Linked DNA regions of Mus musculus: region 1 is linked to region 2. The links are chromatin contacts, called in public Hi-C maps. All regions are on one chromosome and are shown on one strand. Each heading gives the region's core, a stretch centred on a gene start, on an enhancer-like site or on the middle of the called end of the contact. The rest is flanking DNA. Distances are from core to core; before and after follow the strand shown. Region 1 has its middle 31 kb from the start of Gm51672. Region 2 overlaps Cadm1 (cell adhesion molecule 1).

What was found. A called contact is a pair of places that touch in the nucleus more often than the background predicts.
Region 1: a Hi-C map of rod photoreceptor shows a contact between it and region 2, with 4 times the contacts expected there. The contact joins two enhancer-like sites. A contact is called at or near these places in 1 of 484 Hi-C or Micro-C datasets (rod photoreceptor) and 1 of 115 datasets of contacts at active chromatin or transcription factors (embryonic basal ganglia).

The regions. Positions count from the first base shown.
Region 1 is chr9:48,249,268-48,256,274 of GRCm38.p6, reverse strand. It overlaps a transcript of Nxpe4 not described here. Among named protein-coding and RNA genes, the nearest start is that of Gm51672, 31 kb to the left of the region's middle. Within about 2 kb of position 3,489, at least 16 of the 459 cell types and tissues checked have an H3K27ac peak or open chromatin away from gene starts, as enhancers often do. A contact at or near this core is called in rod photoreceptor, where this site is marked.
Region 2 is chr9:47,775,980-47,782,806 of GRCm38.p6, reverse strand. The region is part of intron 1 of Cadm1 (cell adhesion molecule 1); the gene reads right to left. Among named protein-coding and RNA genes, the nearest start is that of Gm10677, 39 kb to the left of the region's middle. Within about 2 kb of position 5,091, at least 34 of the 459 cell types and tissues checked have an H3K27ac peak or open chromatin away from gene starts, as enhancers often do. A contact at or near this core is called in rod photoreceptor, where this site is marked.

The DNA of each region.
Region 1 (7,007 bases), core at 2,240-4,739, 480 kb before region 2:
CATATACCACACATTGATACAGTAGCTCTGGCCAAGCAATTCCATAACTATTATTAAGCTAATAAGTCAGAGACCATTCAAAGCTATAAACTGAAAGATAAAGCATTTGTATTTCTTTCCTGAATAGTCATACTTACCAATGGGATGGGCACACCTACCTGTTGGGCACTGTACAACTTCTCAAATGTTGGGCCCTGCCACTTTGCCTTTCTATTTCACATTGATTTTGGGGTTGCACTTGCTTTTTGTCTTAGCAACCGTAGGAAACACCTTCAAAAACTGTGATGAGTGCATACCTGTCCTGTGAGCCTGCAGAAGGCCTAGCCAGGAGACTGCTATGACTCTGAGGGCGGCGTGGGCTACACAGTGAGTTCTAGGCTAGCGTAGGATGGAGTGAAACCCGGTCTCCAAAATATAGAGATGAGTTTGTTGAGAAGAATTCCAGGATCAATTGTAAGAGCATAACCTATCTTGAGCTGGTGACTGGCACGGTGTGTGGAAGATATGGTTATCTCTGTATATTCCACTCAGTGTTGTTGATTTATTGCATGTCCTCACGTTGGAAGACATGGGTGAGGTAGAAGCTGGGTTGAGAGGGCAGAGAATACAAAGGGAAACATTGCTGAATTTAGCCACATCTTAGGGTATGTTCTTAAGCAATACTTTTCTAAGGTAGGTGCTGTTAGGCAGAGCTGTGGGGATGTAGACTTGCTTAGGAACACTGTTGACAGACTGTGTTGAGTGGAACAGGACACGCCCATGGGCTGCAGACTCATGCCTAGTGCCTCTGGTCACTTCTACTCTAAGTATTCCAGGTTCACTAATCCAGGGTCCCTCTTTCCTCGGTAGCTAGATTACCATACGAATGGTGAGGCTAGGCTGGGCCCTCTCTCTGCTACCTGCGTGACTGTGGACAATATCTGGCCTCAGTGCTTTGGATTCAAGCTACGCAAAGTGAGTTTAGTAAAACGATGTACCCTACGCATGGCCTGTGGTGAGACTGAAATACAGTTGTGAGGGAATCAGAATGTTTGTTCTGATTCCGAGCAAACAGTGCTGCACACAGGTGTGATGAGACAGCCCCAGGCTCTGCTCCTACCTGGCTTACAGTTCAGGGAAGGAGAGCCATCTCAAGCAGGCATGTGGCCAGTTAACTGGTTCTATTTTCAGAGTGTGTTTCAGAGAACAGTATACATATTTTATGTGTGTAGCTAGCTAGGACTTCATGCTGGATACCTTAGGATTATTCCCAGAGCAGAAACATTTAAATCAGATCTCTAGAGATGACTGTAAGTGAGGGAAGCCAAGACCCAGTAGACAGAGGGAGTCTGTAACAGTGACCCCCCCCCCCAAAGAAAGAATCTTGTGAGGAAGATCTCAATAGTTCGGCTGGCGCTAAGAACAAGGAAGGAAGTCAGACATGGACAAGATCATCCAGGGTCTTGGTAGCACTCACAGAGGAACCTTCAATAATTTCCAAGCATGGTGGGAAGCCGCTGAAGGCTTTTGAGCAGAGGAATGACATGATTTCATTCATTTAAAAGAGCACAGTTGCTGGGTGTGGTGACACACACCTTTAATTTCAGCACTCTACCGGTGAAGACAGGAGGATCTCTGTGAGTTCTAGGCCCGCTAGTGCTGTTATAGTAAGACTGTCTAAACAACAACAAAAAACAAATAAGCGGTCAAACAAACAACAAGCAAAAAAAATCCTATCCTGTTTGCCAGTTGGAAAATGGGTTTGAGAAAAACAGAAGGGCCAGGAAGGACCTTACTTGTAAACCAGGTGAAGACAGGGCAGAGGAGGACCGCTCTGGGAGACTTAGGAAGGAGTTGAAATGGCTGGGATGGACTTATTATCGAGAGAGAAGGAGAAACCAGGCAGATTCCCAGAAGTCTGCTGTGTACAGAAGGAAGAGGGGGTGGTTTCCAGGACAATTACTAGGTATGGGACTGCAGAGACACTCAGTGGTATTGTGCTTGTTGGCTTTCATCCCGACAACCCATGTTTAAGAAAAATGCTGATGGGATGGTGTGTGCTTGTAATTCCAGCACTGGAGAGGTAGAGACAGAAGAGAATTAAGGCTTGCTAGTCAGTCAGCCTAGCTGAGCCAGTAAATTCCAGATCCAAGTCTCAAAAAACCAAAACGGAAACACAACCAACCTACCTACGAAGACAACAACAAAACCCATAAGCCACCAAAACACAAACAAGCCCAAAATAAGATCCTTAGGAATGGCACCTAGTACTGAGTCAACATATCTACCTACACACATATGAGATGCGCACTTGTAGCATGAGAATGAACACACACACATACACCACACACACACACACACACACCACACACACACACACACACACACACACACCACACCACACATACCACGCACACATACACATGCACACACCACACCACACATCCATACCACGCACACATATACATCCATATACTACCCCCACACATGTCCAAACATACCACATGTCCACAACACACACACACACACACTACTGCAAAGAACAAGGGACAGGCTCTCCCAAACTACTTTCTGTAAACACTTCTTACAAAATAGGATTTCTGCATTTCTCCTTTGAAATATCTAGGTAACTCTCCTGGTTCTTCACTTTATTTTGCACAATGCTCTGAGCATCGGGACAGAAGAAGTCCTTTTCTTTGGCAAGGATCACCCTGTGGCATTAGAGTTCTTCTCTGACCCAAGGACTCATCTAGAAAACAAGTTTATGGCTGTTCTGCCCATGACTGAGCCAGTCAGACTCTGTCAGTAGCTTCTTCCCACCCTCTCTGTAGCCATCTTCCTGTCTTGTACTTAAGTGGAAAAGAAAAGATTTTGATATTAATTAAGTTACATGGCAATTTCCTCCCCCTAATTACAGCGGAACCTGTCCACCGGACACTTTGAAGTACCACTCTTTAGATATAAGAAACTTCTCATCCTGCGCCAGGGCTCAGTTGTGCTCCTTCATATTGTTCGCTTCAATCAGAATAAAACTCTTTCGAATAATGAAGGGAAGAGCATTTAACTTGGTCCAGTCCAATCAGCTAGGAGTGGGGTGTGGAAAGCCTGCTGGACCAGTCCTGAGCAGAGTGGGAGCTCTCAGGTATGGATGAAAAAGTATGGAAGGAAAGGTGGTCTAGTGAGTTGGAACCTGTGATAAACTAGGGTCCTTGGGGTCACCACTGTGCTGGGATATTGTGTAGGAGGACTGGGGGGTGGGCAGGGCGCAGCACCCCGCACCTATAAGGATGGGCTCGCCTCCAGGGGCCAGCTTTTTGCTGTGAGCCGATATCCTTTGTGGAAAGTGGACCATGGATGGTTTGCCCTTCATTCTTCTTCTAACTTCCCAGGGATGGTGCCAGGGCTTTATGCAGGGTTCAGACGCTACCCAGGGAGTCACAGAGCTGGGGCAGTTGCAAGAATCTAAATATGCATCAAGGGTGGCAGAGGGAAGGGCTAAGTCGGGCGTGTGGAGGCCCCGCCTCCCACCTGAGCAGCCGTGCTCTGCTGGAGACACTCTTGGCTTTTCTAACCAAGCCCATGCCGGCTCTTTGATTTATTCCTTTCCTCCCTCCAACAATTCCTCTTTCTACCACCTCTAAATGCCCTCAAGGTGGGAAAAGAAAGAAAAAGGATCTCTTCCCCTCCTGCCCCAAACCAATTTCTGACAAAAACACTCTGGAGAGAAAGCAGAGGCCACTGGTTTTTATCTGCGAATCTTATGGCAAGTGTTCTCCCTGTAGGTATCCACAGCCAGTGAAACACAACCTGTAACAGCCCCCGTGTGCCACCTCCTCCCCAGCACGGCGCCACCTGGCCAGAGTGTCAGACACTTTAATTGGATTATTGCTGCTTTCCCACCTGTCCCGATGCTAAGGTTGGGAGAAACTGCTTCTCTCAGCTTCTCTCCGGGGAGCGCTGGAGGGAGGTGGGGGGAGGGAGGGGAATGAGACCGCCTGCCCTTCCCTTCCACTGTCTCTTAGCAGCTCAAGATCTACAGTCTCAGGCAAGAGAGGCAGGGCAGGCACACAGGTTCCAGTGAGGCTTCTTGGTTGATGGAAGCCCTGACGTGGAGAGTGCTATCCATCTTTGGAGAAATAGGAGACAAAACTGAGGACAGGAAGGGTGGGGTGTTATAGAAGAGGTTGTAGAAAGGTAGTTGGGAGAAACCCTGGAGGTTCAATTCAGTAACATCAACCCAACTCCATAATGGTCCTGTGAAGACTTCCTGAACATCTGACAGTAGGCTGGAAGGCAGGCAGGCAACTGGGAAGGGGAAGGGGGAGGGGAGGGGGAGGAGGAAGGGGGAAGAGGAGGGGGAGGGGGAAGGGGAGGGGGAAGAAGGGGAACTGGAATACAGTCCTTGGAGGTAGTCACATCCTGTGAATGAAAGAGAAGAAGCAAGCTGGTGCTCCAGGACAGCCATTCTCAGCCAGTGAAGTCTTGACCCCTTTGGGGTGGGGCTGGGGGCTGATGATGGTGTTGTCAAATGACTCTTTCACGGGGGTTACATATCAGATATTTACATTATGATTTATAGCAGCAACACAATTACAGTTATGAATTAACACCAAAAATAATTTTATAGTTGGGGTCACAACAACAGAAAGCAGCCTAATCCTGACTAAGGTGTCCCGATAAATCCTGATAAGGTGACCCGATAAAAGCCACAGAGATGATTCGTTTTCCCTGGCTTACATAGCATTGGAGCGGGAAGAGCAATGAAGAGTGTTCTAGGTAGAGGGGTAAGGGATGAGAGGTGCAGATGACAGGTGGAGCCCAGAGCCCCTGCCTGTTTGGGGCACAGGGTCTGGGAAGGGACTGCTGAGCCATAAGGGAGAGCTGGGGGTGGGGTGGGGATGGTGTGTGGTAATAGCTGCATTGGCTTGTTTCCCTGGCTGAGTGTGGATTTTTCTCTCGTGTCATGGGGAGCCAAGGAAAACATATGAGGTGTGCGTTGATGGGTTTAGAACTATATTTTAGAGGAACAATTCTGTTCCCTTTTGACATATACTTCCCAATCCTTTATTCCTGCCACAAGGCTTAGGATCCTGTTTAGTCACACTCTGGTTGGTAGCTTGGGAGGCATCTTGAGCTTCAGTGCTAGCTTTCCCCGCCCACTCCCGCTGAACCTGCCCTTTGCTTGTTTGTAGCTGCTCAGAATAATTTCTGCAAACCTCTCGGAAGGCAAAGCACAGGGCACAGAATTTTAATTCCCCAGGAATTAAATGGGTCAAGGATCATCTTTGTCCCTGGCTGTTTTGTCCGAGACTAGGGGGTTTGTTATAACCTGATCAAATATACCCACAGCGGGATGCTGGAGACCGCTGGAAAAGGGTGGGGGACGTTAGAGAGATGTGAGGTTAATCTGGGACGGTTTTCTGACATGGTGGCCTTGTGGTCATGATTTCATGGATGGCGGTAGAATGATTCAGCAGGAGAGGGGGAGGCAGGCAGACCAGGAAGAAGAACCAAGACTCATCAAGGCAGAAGTCATCGAGTCCAGCAAGGGAGAGGGACATAGAGGGCTGGGAAGGAGGGATAGGCAGGCAGGTTCTAGCAGAATGAGACGGTGAGAGGCTCATCAACGGGGTTATGAATTCCAGCAATGGAGGGTTGGAGTGTGGTGTCTAAATAGGAGGTTCTCCCACCATCTTCCCCCGTCGTCTTCCTTGGGGTACAGTCACACAGTTTGGAAATGAGACCCCCACACACTATTCAGTAAATTCTGAAGTAGTTGCGGCACACTCTGAACTTGACAGAGGCAGGAAAGGTGATCCAACAAGGAAAGTGACTCTGCCAGACTAATAGAGGTCTCAAAGTGCACAACTGTCCCACAACCAAGACCAGTGTGGGAATCTGCCCTCTTTAGGCTTTGGCAACAAAACTGCGGTGACCCATTGCAAGAGTTAAGACTGAGTTTTAGATGTGTTGTGAGTACCTGAAATGCCCTTGCACTCTGATGAGGCGAATTTTACTTGGACGAACCCCTAGGTAGGAAGGTCAGCGTAATCACACGGGGCTTTACCATTAACAAAAGAGAGTCAGCCATGTAACGACATGATGTTCAACGCACAGAGATTCCGGAACCACATAGGATAAGGAAGTCTCCAGGGTAGACTACCACTGCATTTGTTTATGTACTTATTTAGAGTGGGCTGTGAGTGCACATCAGCATCATGGTGCAGGCTGGAGGTCAGAGGGCAATTTGCAATGAGTCAGTTCTTAGGGATGGGACTCAGGTCTTCAGGCTTTGCGGCAAGTGCCTTTTACTCACTGAGCCACCTCACCTCTATCCAAGGTAGATACTTTCATCCTCATTTTACAGATGGTAAAACTCAAAGAGGTTAGCTCATCTTTCCCAAACCCCTGAACCTCCAAATTGTAGAGGAAAGACAACCCTTTTTCTTCTGGGGCTAAATTGGACACATCAGCTGCCACAGATGCAGCCCACGTAATGCTCGTTCCTCACCATCTGAACAAAATAGGGTTCATGACTGCTAGGCTCCAACACCTGATTCTTTTTGCAGGGCTTTCTGAGGTTGGGTCTTTAGCACTGATGAAAGCCAGATTCCAGCCGCCAGCCATAGGAGACACCTGCAGGTGTTCTGGCCAATCCAGAGACCTAGAAAGAAAATCCAAGCATTCTTAACCTTTAAAAAGATCTTAGCCTGTGGACAGATAAATTAACTCCAGGGCTCTGGGGAGATTAAACCTTATTTTATGGTTTGCTTGTTAAAAACGCATAACTCCAAATCTCACCAGAGATTGCAATTAAGATAGCACTAGGCTAAAGCTATATGAGAAGTATTATTTACTCTTGGCTCCCTGCAAGGTCCCAAACGACAATGGGCTTTTCCATTTCGTAACCTGCAGTCGATCTGAAGCCACCTGCCTTTGTACCTAAATGCTTCAGGACACAATTCTCTCTCCCAGTGTAGCTGCAGTCACACTATTCTTTGTGGTTACCTAAAGTGACCATAAAAACC
Region 2 (6,827 bases), core at 3,842-6,341:
CTTAAAAACCTGTACTACAGTCCTTGAAAGTGTCCTTCTGGAATTCTGTGTGCGGGAACAGGAGCCAGTGCAAGCAGGTGTAGAGGCCAACGCAGGATGGGGGGGGGTGCCCTGCTCTGCCCCTCTACCCCACTTCCTGAATACTGGGGTTCCTATTGGACTTGGGAACTCATGGTATTTTTGCTAGCCTCGTGGTCAGTGAGCCCGCAGGACAGCCTGTCTCTCTAGTCACCCCACACTAGGCTATAGACAGGAGTAGCCACACCCAGCTTTGATGCCCACCATGAAGGTTCAGACTCAGGTCCTCTGGCTTGACCAGCACGAACTCTTTCCCACCATCTCCTCAGGCCCAATTCTGGAAGCTTTGTAGCAGTCAAAGACTCAGGGTTATACATTCTTATTCTCCAAGAGGCATCAAAGTTTGAAACTATCAAAGAAACAAAACACCTGCATGACTTTGGAAACCTTATTTTTGACTATTATGGGTGCCCCATGTCACCTGAAGCTTGCCCTGGTTTGTCGGCCATGTTCCCTTCTATTGGATCCTATTTTTACTACCCTGTTAAAGATGTACCTAACTCAGAAGAAGACAGTCCATCCTGACCAAGTGAAACTATTATTAAAGGCAAAGGCACTGCAGTTTCAGCTAAAGTTTTCAGGAGCCGGAACAGAGATGAGTATGTTCCAGGAAAAGAAATGAAAGGAAAAAAAATTAAGATTCTGTTGAAACCCAGAGGGAGAAATCTAACTACATACGTTCCCTCAAGTCAACGTAAACACAGTGTGCGCTACAAATCATTAACAAAGCCATTAAGATTTGATTTCTATCTAAGCAATTATTGTCAGCATATTTTGTACATTTCCTTTAAAAGACTCAATCCTATCTTTCAATTCATTAAACTGTTCCCTACATTTACAGAGTTTTATATCAAATCAGAAACCTATTTGAATTAATAAGAATTACAGTAAAAGTAATTTGAAAATAAATTATTTGAAGTTCAAGCCACGAAAGCTTTTGATGAAAGAATTCAGTCCCATTTAAACATGACAGTAACATTCTGAGTCGGCCACATACTGATGAGAGACAGCAAAAGCCGAGTCCTAAAAGAGAGTTCCATCACTGGGGGTTAAAGGTTAAGGAGATGACCGCTTCAAAACAAATACAATTTTTTATTTTTAAGGAAGGTACATGAATACTTGAATATTTATTCAAAGTCAAAAGCAATCAACCCATCTATGGTTTACAAAGCTTCTGTTAACCTTTTTGATCCTTATCCATGTTTTTCTGTCTCCCAAAGTGAAATGGGAGTGTTGAGACTGTCTGTTCCAAGGACCAGTCCTGGCTTCATAACGGTCAAAACAACTGTGACCGTGAGCTTACAGACCAACAGTAACTGAAATGACAAAGATTTCTGATGCTGGTCCAAGCACTCGGTACCACCTTCTTTATTCAAAGAAGCCAAAGAAACTTCCAAGAGCAATTCTTCTTGACAGAGCTAGACCCTGGGCAGAGACTCCAGGGCAAGCACCAATGTCTCCAAGAGGACAGGCCAGATAACCTGTCACGGAGCCCTCAAGGAGTGACTCTGCTCACCTCTTTCGAAATAACATGTATTGATGTGTTTCTAATTATAAAAGCAATATAGGCTCGAATTTGGTTCTGAAGGCTTTGCTATGTTTTCAGCTAGTAGTTCTAAGTTGTGTCCTATGCACGCAGGTGCCCAGACCCTCCTAAGCATCTACTGTTCTATAATTACTATTGCATCATTTGAGCTTATAGAAGGAAAAAATATTGAATTTACGCTAATCTCCTTTGACAATCAGTAAAAGGTGAGGCAGATTTCTGAACGGCGAGCTAAAGAGTATTCATCCTTGGTACTGGTTTTTCTTCGAGTATAATTGTTGATTTCCCCCCGCGTACAAAACAAAAAGTATCTGACACAACATTAAGCTATTCATGAATATTCTGTATACACACTCTTGTTTAGTTGACTAATGGCAAATTAACGCTCTCTATTTTAGCTTAAACACATAGTATAGGTATGTTTGATTAGCATTGAATTCCAAAAGCTGATTACTATGCATGCTTTGATTATGTAATTACATAATAGAGTATAATGGCTCCTTTGGAGTCATTATGATCTATATGGCAAATATGTTTCAGTTTTGCTATAGTTTAAATACATGCTGAGATGACAGCTCATAACAAGGTTCCACTTTTCAGTCTTTATCAGCTAAATGGGCATTTCCTCGTTCATCCCAACATCTCCTTGACACCAATTAAGGCCTATTGTGGCAAGCTGCATACACTTCTGAGAAATCCCCTTTGTTTTCTTGGCATTCGAAAATGGATATTAATTTTAAAAGCTGTATTAAGCAAAAGGCCTGGTTTATGTTTATTTTGCTTTTGTTTTTGTTTTCTTTAAGGCTGAAATTTCATCTTTCTCCCACCCACCCTCTGAAAGCTGTGCCGGGAGTCACATCTACTTCATTAATCACAGCTCAGACAACCATACGGGGGTTAAAGATGGAATTTCACCTTTGACTCCACAATGCAAGGGAAGGAAGCACAGGAGAGAATACAGATGCTCATGCAGGTGGCTTGCCACAGTGGATGCAGCTCAGGTCTCCGTGAGCATCAGCCACACCAAGGGACACAAAGGCCCGATTCTGTAAATCTCGCCTCTCCTGTCTCCCTTGTATTTTGAAGTCCCTTGGGGTGGAGAGAGCTATGAAACAGCACAGCAAGATGTCTCCTTCACAGCCCTAGCACCCGGGGTTTCCACAGATCTAAGGCCAACACATCTTCCAGAGTGAAGAGATTTTTGATAATTCTACCCTGACCTTACAGACTGCAAAGTAGTCTGGTTTTAAAATAGGAGAAAAGTTACTGTAAGGAATTATGTAAAGTTTTTCTTGGCCCCATGAAACTCTTTAATCTCAGCTACAAGAAGAGCTATTTCTGCTTTTCCCTCCCAGGGGACTGATCCTTATACCATGCCAAACTAAAGGTGACCAGAGTCTCAACTTTAAAAATGAACACACACTTCGCTATTTTTACCGTTTCCTTTATTGGTTTTCAGCATGGAGGCTGAAGAACTGGGATCAAGTACAGTACAAGCTGAATTTACATGGATGGGCATCTCTTTTGTGCAAAGACACATGAAAACTCTTTTCAAGGAAGTGAGTGACAAAGGAAGTAGTGACAGAGCATGCGTGTCTGTGCTGTTTCAATTCCAACCATCACATTAGCTTTCTTCCCTTTGAAAGACTCCAGGTTCAATAACTTCCTAATCAAGGCCTTCACCACTAAAAAGGCCAAGCCAATTATGACGCTTAAGGTCTAAGCTCGTCTGATCTCCCAAAAGGAGGAGGTGTGAGCCACCACACGGAATGTATCTATGGAGTGGTGCCAGTCGTGAAAACCAAAGGTCTGAATTAGCTTTTCAATTAAAATGCAAGAATCAAAGAAACTGACAGCAACAAACGAAATGAGAATATAAAAATAAACCAGAAAGATTACTAGTGATTGCTGAATCCTGCTGCTGTTCACGCTGGATGGGAAGGAGCACAGATTCCCTCCACTCCTGCTCCTGCTGGACAGCTTGCATGGCTCCATCCTTCAGCAACAAGATAACGTATTTTGTTGTTGTTGTTGTTTGGAGCGAATACTACCTAACCCTGAAGAAAAACTGCCCCCACTGGGTAGGCTTTATGGAAAATTTTAAAAAGAGATGGGGAAAAACAGAACCCTCAAATGGAATTTTATTTGCTTGGGAGATGGCATTGAAGTTACCTTGTGAAAGAGTCCCTTTTAAGCCTGTTAAATCTGCTTAGAGGCTCTTGGGAGAAGGAGGGAGGCTCTTAAAAATATTAATTAAAAAATAACCACAGCCATCCAACTTGGACTTTGGGGAAGAACAATCTGAAGACAGAGGCTTTTTATAAAACTAATTGTGTTGGCAGAGCAAATGCTTTCCCCTCAATGGGCTCGATTCTGCGATGCGCGTTTATGGCGAAAGAAGAAAGGACAGTGTTAGATGGAGCTGCCTCAGTCCAACTCAAGGCTGGCTGCTATGCCAGCATTTCGAAATGCATTATGCTTCTCCCAGACAAAGTGGAGCTGTGCTGAAGGCCAACTGTTGATCGTCTGTGTCAGCCACTTTGCTAATGAACTGATAATAAGATATATGCCGTTCCCTGGGACTCTTAAGTGACGGTTCTGCAGAGTGACAGGGGGCCGAGCAAGCCCTGCTGTCCAAAAGCACGGATGCACAAGGGGGTTGGGGGGAGGGGAATCACACAAAAGGGATGAGTGGTGTATCAAGCAGCTGAGAGTGGATGGAGTGCATCCTATGGGGTTGTGACTTGGGCCCCCAGATTAGCTAAAGTCTGAGATGACAGGAAATGGCTGCTTCAATTGAGGTAACAGAACTAGCTCCACTTCTGAAGCTACAGCTATCCACAAGGGAGACAAAGGGTTTGTAAGACTGAGATCCAAATCACTTGTTACCACACTTGACAGTCACCCCAAAGCACAAACATTAGGTTTTGTTGTTACTATACAGAATTTTCTCTTACCCAGAACTCTGTGGCCAACTATTTAGTATATGCACAACAACAGCCAGGACTGGGCTACACAGATTCTATGTTAAAACTTCCTAACTAAATCAAAAGCACAGACTTTAGGAGCATGGACATGGCTCCCGCTGCAGTCAGTGGTACTGAAATATGCCTTTCCAGTCCCCCTAAGCAGTAGGCACAGCAGAGATAGACACCGTTCAGCACTTGCTCCTACCAGTTACGCCTCAACAAAATTCTCTAAATTGAATTTCTGTAGAACTCCAGCCTCCAGTCTCAATGGAGATAGCCCATGCATATGCCCTGCTTTCCAACCCCCGACTCAGTATCACTTTCCCTTTGATAAAAGGTACCATGATTGAACTTTTGTCGCTTTTCGCTTCAACTCACTAAAAGCTGAGTTTTCTTTTCCTCTTTATGTTTGCCTCTAGGGGGTTAAAAGATTAACAATTAGTGTAAGATATTTAAAACCACAAGGTTATTGCAAGGAACTGTCATTCTACAAATATACAGAAGAAAAGGGAAGTAGCAGCTATTCTTTATGTCTAGAGGCAAAAATGCCAAATGATTTTCTAAAGTGCTTGTTACTATTAATTTTTTAGCATCAGGACAACTCCCACTATTATCTAGAGGGGCCATAATTCAAGTCCTCTGCATGAAAACCAAAGCTAATTTATTTTTAAGGTTCTTCTTTTTCAACGTACTAGGTATGATGTATTTAAAATTCTCTGTGATCTCATTTAAACCCCACTATACTCCCATGTGGTTTGCTGTCTTCTGACTGTACCCCACATAACCACAAGGAAACTAAGAAGTGTTTGGACCTGATCTAGTCTGTTTAACCCTTGATCTGCTGGTACTAACCATTCCAGTGTATCAGGGAAGTAGCTAAAAGGACATTGCATTTTATGATGCTAGAAGAATGGCGGGAACTAATGGAACACTCTGCAACATCTCATTTATGACTCAGGAATAAAACCAAACAACATGCCCAGCACAGACAGGAATGTGGAGCCATGCTGTCCATCCATTGGCAATCCAGGCTCCAATATGCGATACTGATAAAACCAGTGCCACAGCCAGAGGCCACTAATCAGGTCTTTAGTATTTAAGGAGGAGACAGCCATTCTGCAGACTGATCCAGGCTCAGCGGCTCAGCCCCAGCTTCAGGCATTTACAGTACCTGCTTCAAGGGCATTCATTAGTATCGACAGCCTATGTGACCAAAATATCACTGTAATAGCAGTCTCTCCTCGTATCTCTTCTGGTCATTTTTTCCCCTGCCAACAAGAGCTACTGAAAACCTTCCAAATTTAAAGCTTAGAGAAGTCAGGACAAGCAAGTATGGCTATCAGTTGGAGCACATCAGATCTGGACTCCAAGTGAATGTCAGCTTCAAATGACATAACTCCAGACACAGGAAACGGGGAGACGCAAGGCGAGAGATGTTTCGTATTCTTATTCTAGAGCATGTACTGTGGTTTGCTCGAGACACAGCTGTAAATCCACGATAATCACCATGCATAGAATGCTCACCACTCAGCTTACACCTCCTACCAGGAACCCAAGCAGCTTTGGACTATTACACGAAACAACAATTTCTTAGCTGGAAAATTGGCCCTTATTGGTGAGTTATTCACTATATCATCTGCCAGTCAGCAAGCAGGTGGTGGGTGGCTTAGGATTTAAACCTCTGGGTGCTTGAGCGGCCGTTCTCAGCTAAGTCTGAAGGAAACACGCTGGACCAGGGAGCTGTGCTCAGCCAGAGTTTGATGATAGGATCTCGTAAGGAGAGAGGCAGCAGCGCAAGGAGCTTTCCTTCCAGATTCCATGCTCACACTTGCTGATTGCCCGGTGCCAAGCCCATGTCAGGCAGAGATGCACAGTAACGATCCAAATTGGTGCCATTATACAAATAACTTGATTAGTATCATCCAAGTGTGGGCTGCTGATTAATCATCACTGAAATTAGAGATAAGTGATAAGGGCATTCATTACTCATGACTTGTTTTTCAGGAGTAAGGGGGCAGCAGAGGAGAAAGGAGAAGAGCATTAGACTTGGAAAACAGGAGTCTTTGCTATGGTTCAACGCTTCCTGGTGATGCAAATCTATAATTCTGAATTTTCTTACATATTTAAATTGGGAAAAGGGTATCTCTCTAACAGGGTTATAAGGAGACTTGAGTGAAGAAATGTTCTCTCTCTTTCTCTCTCTCTCTCTCTCTCTCTCTCTGCTGTAGAAAAGA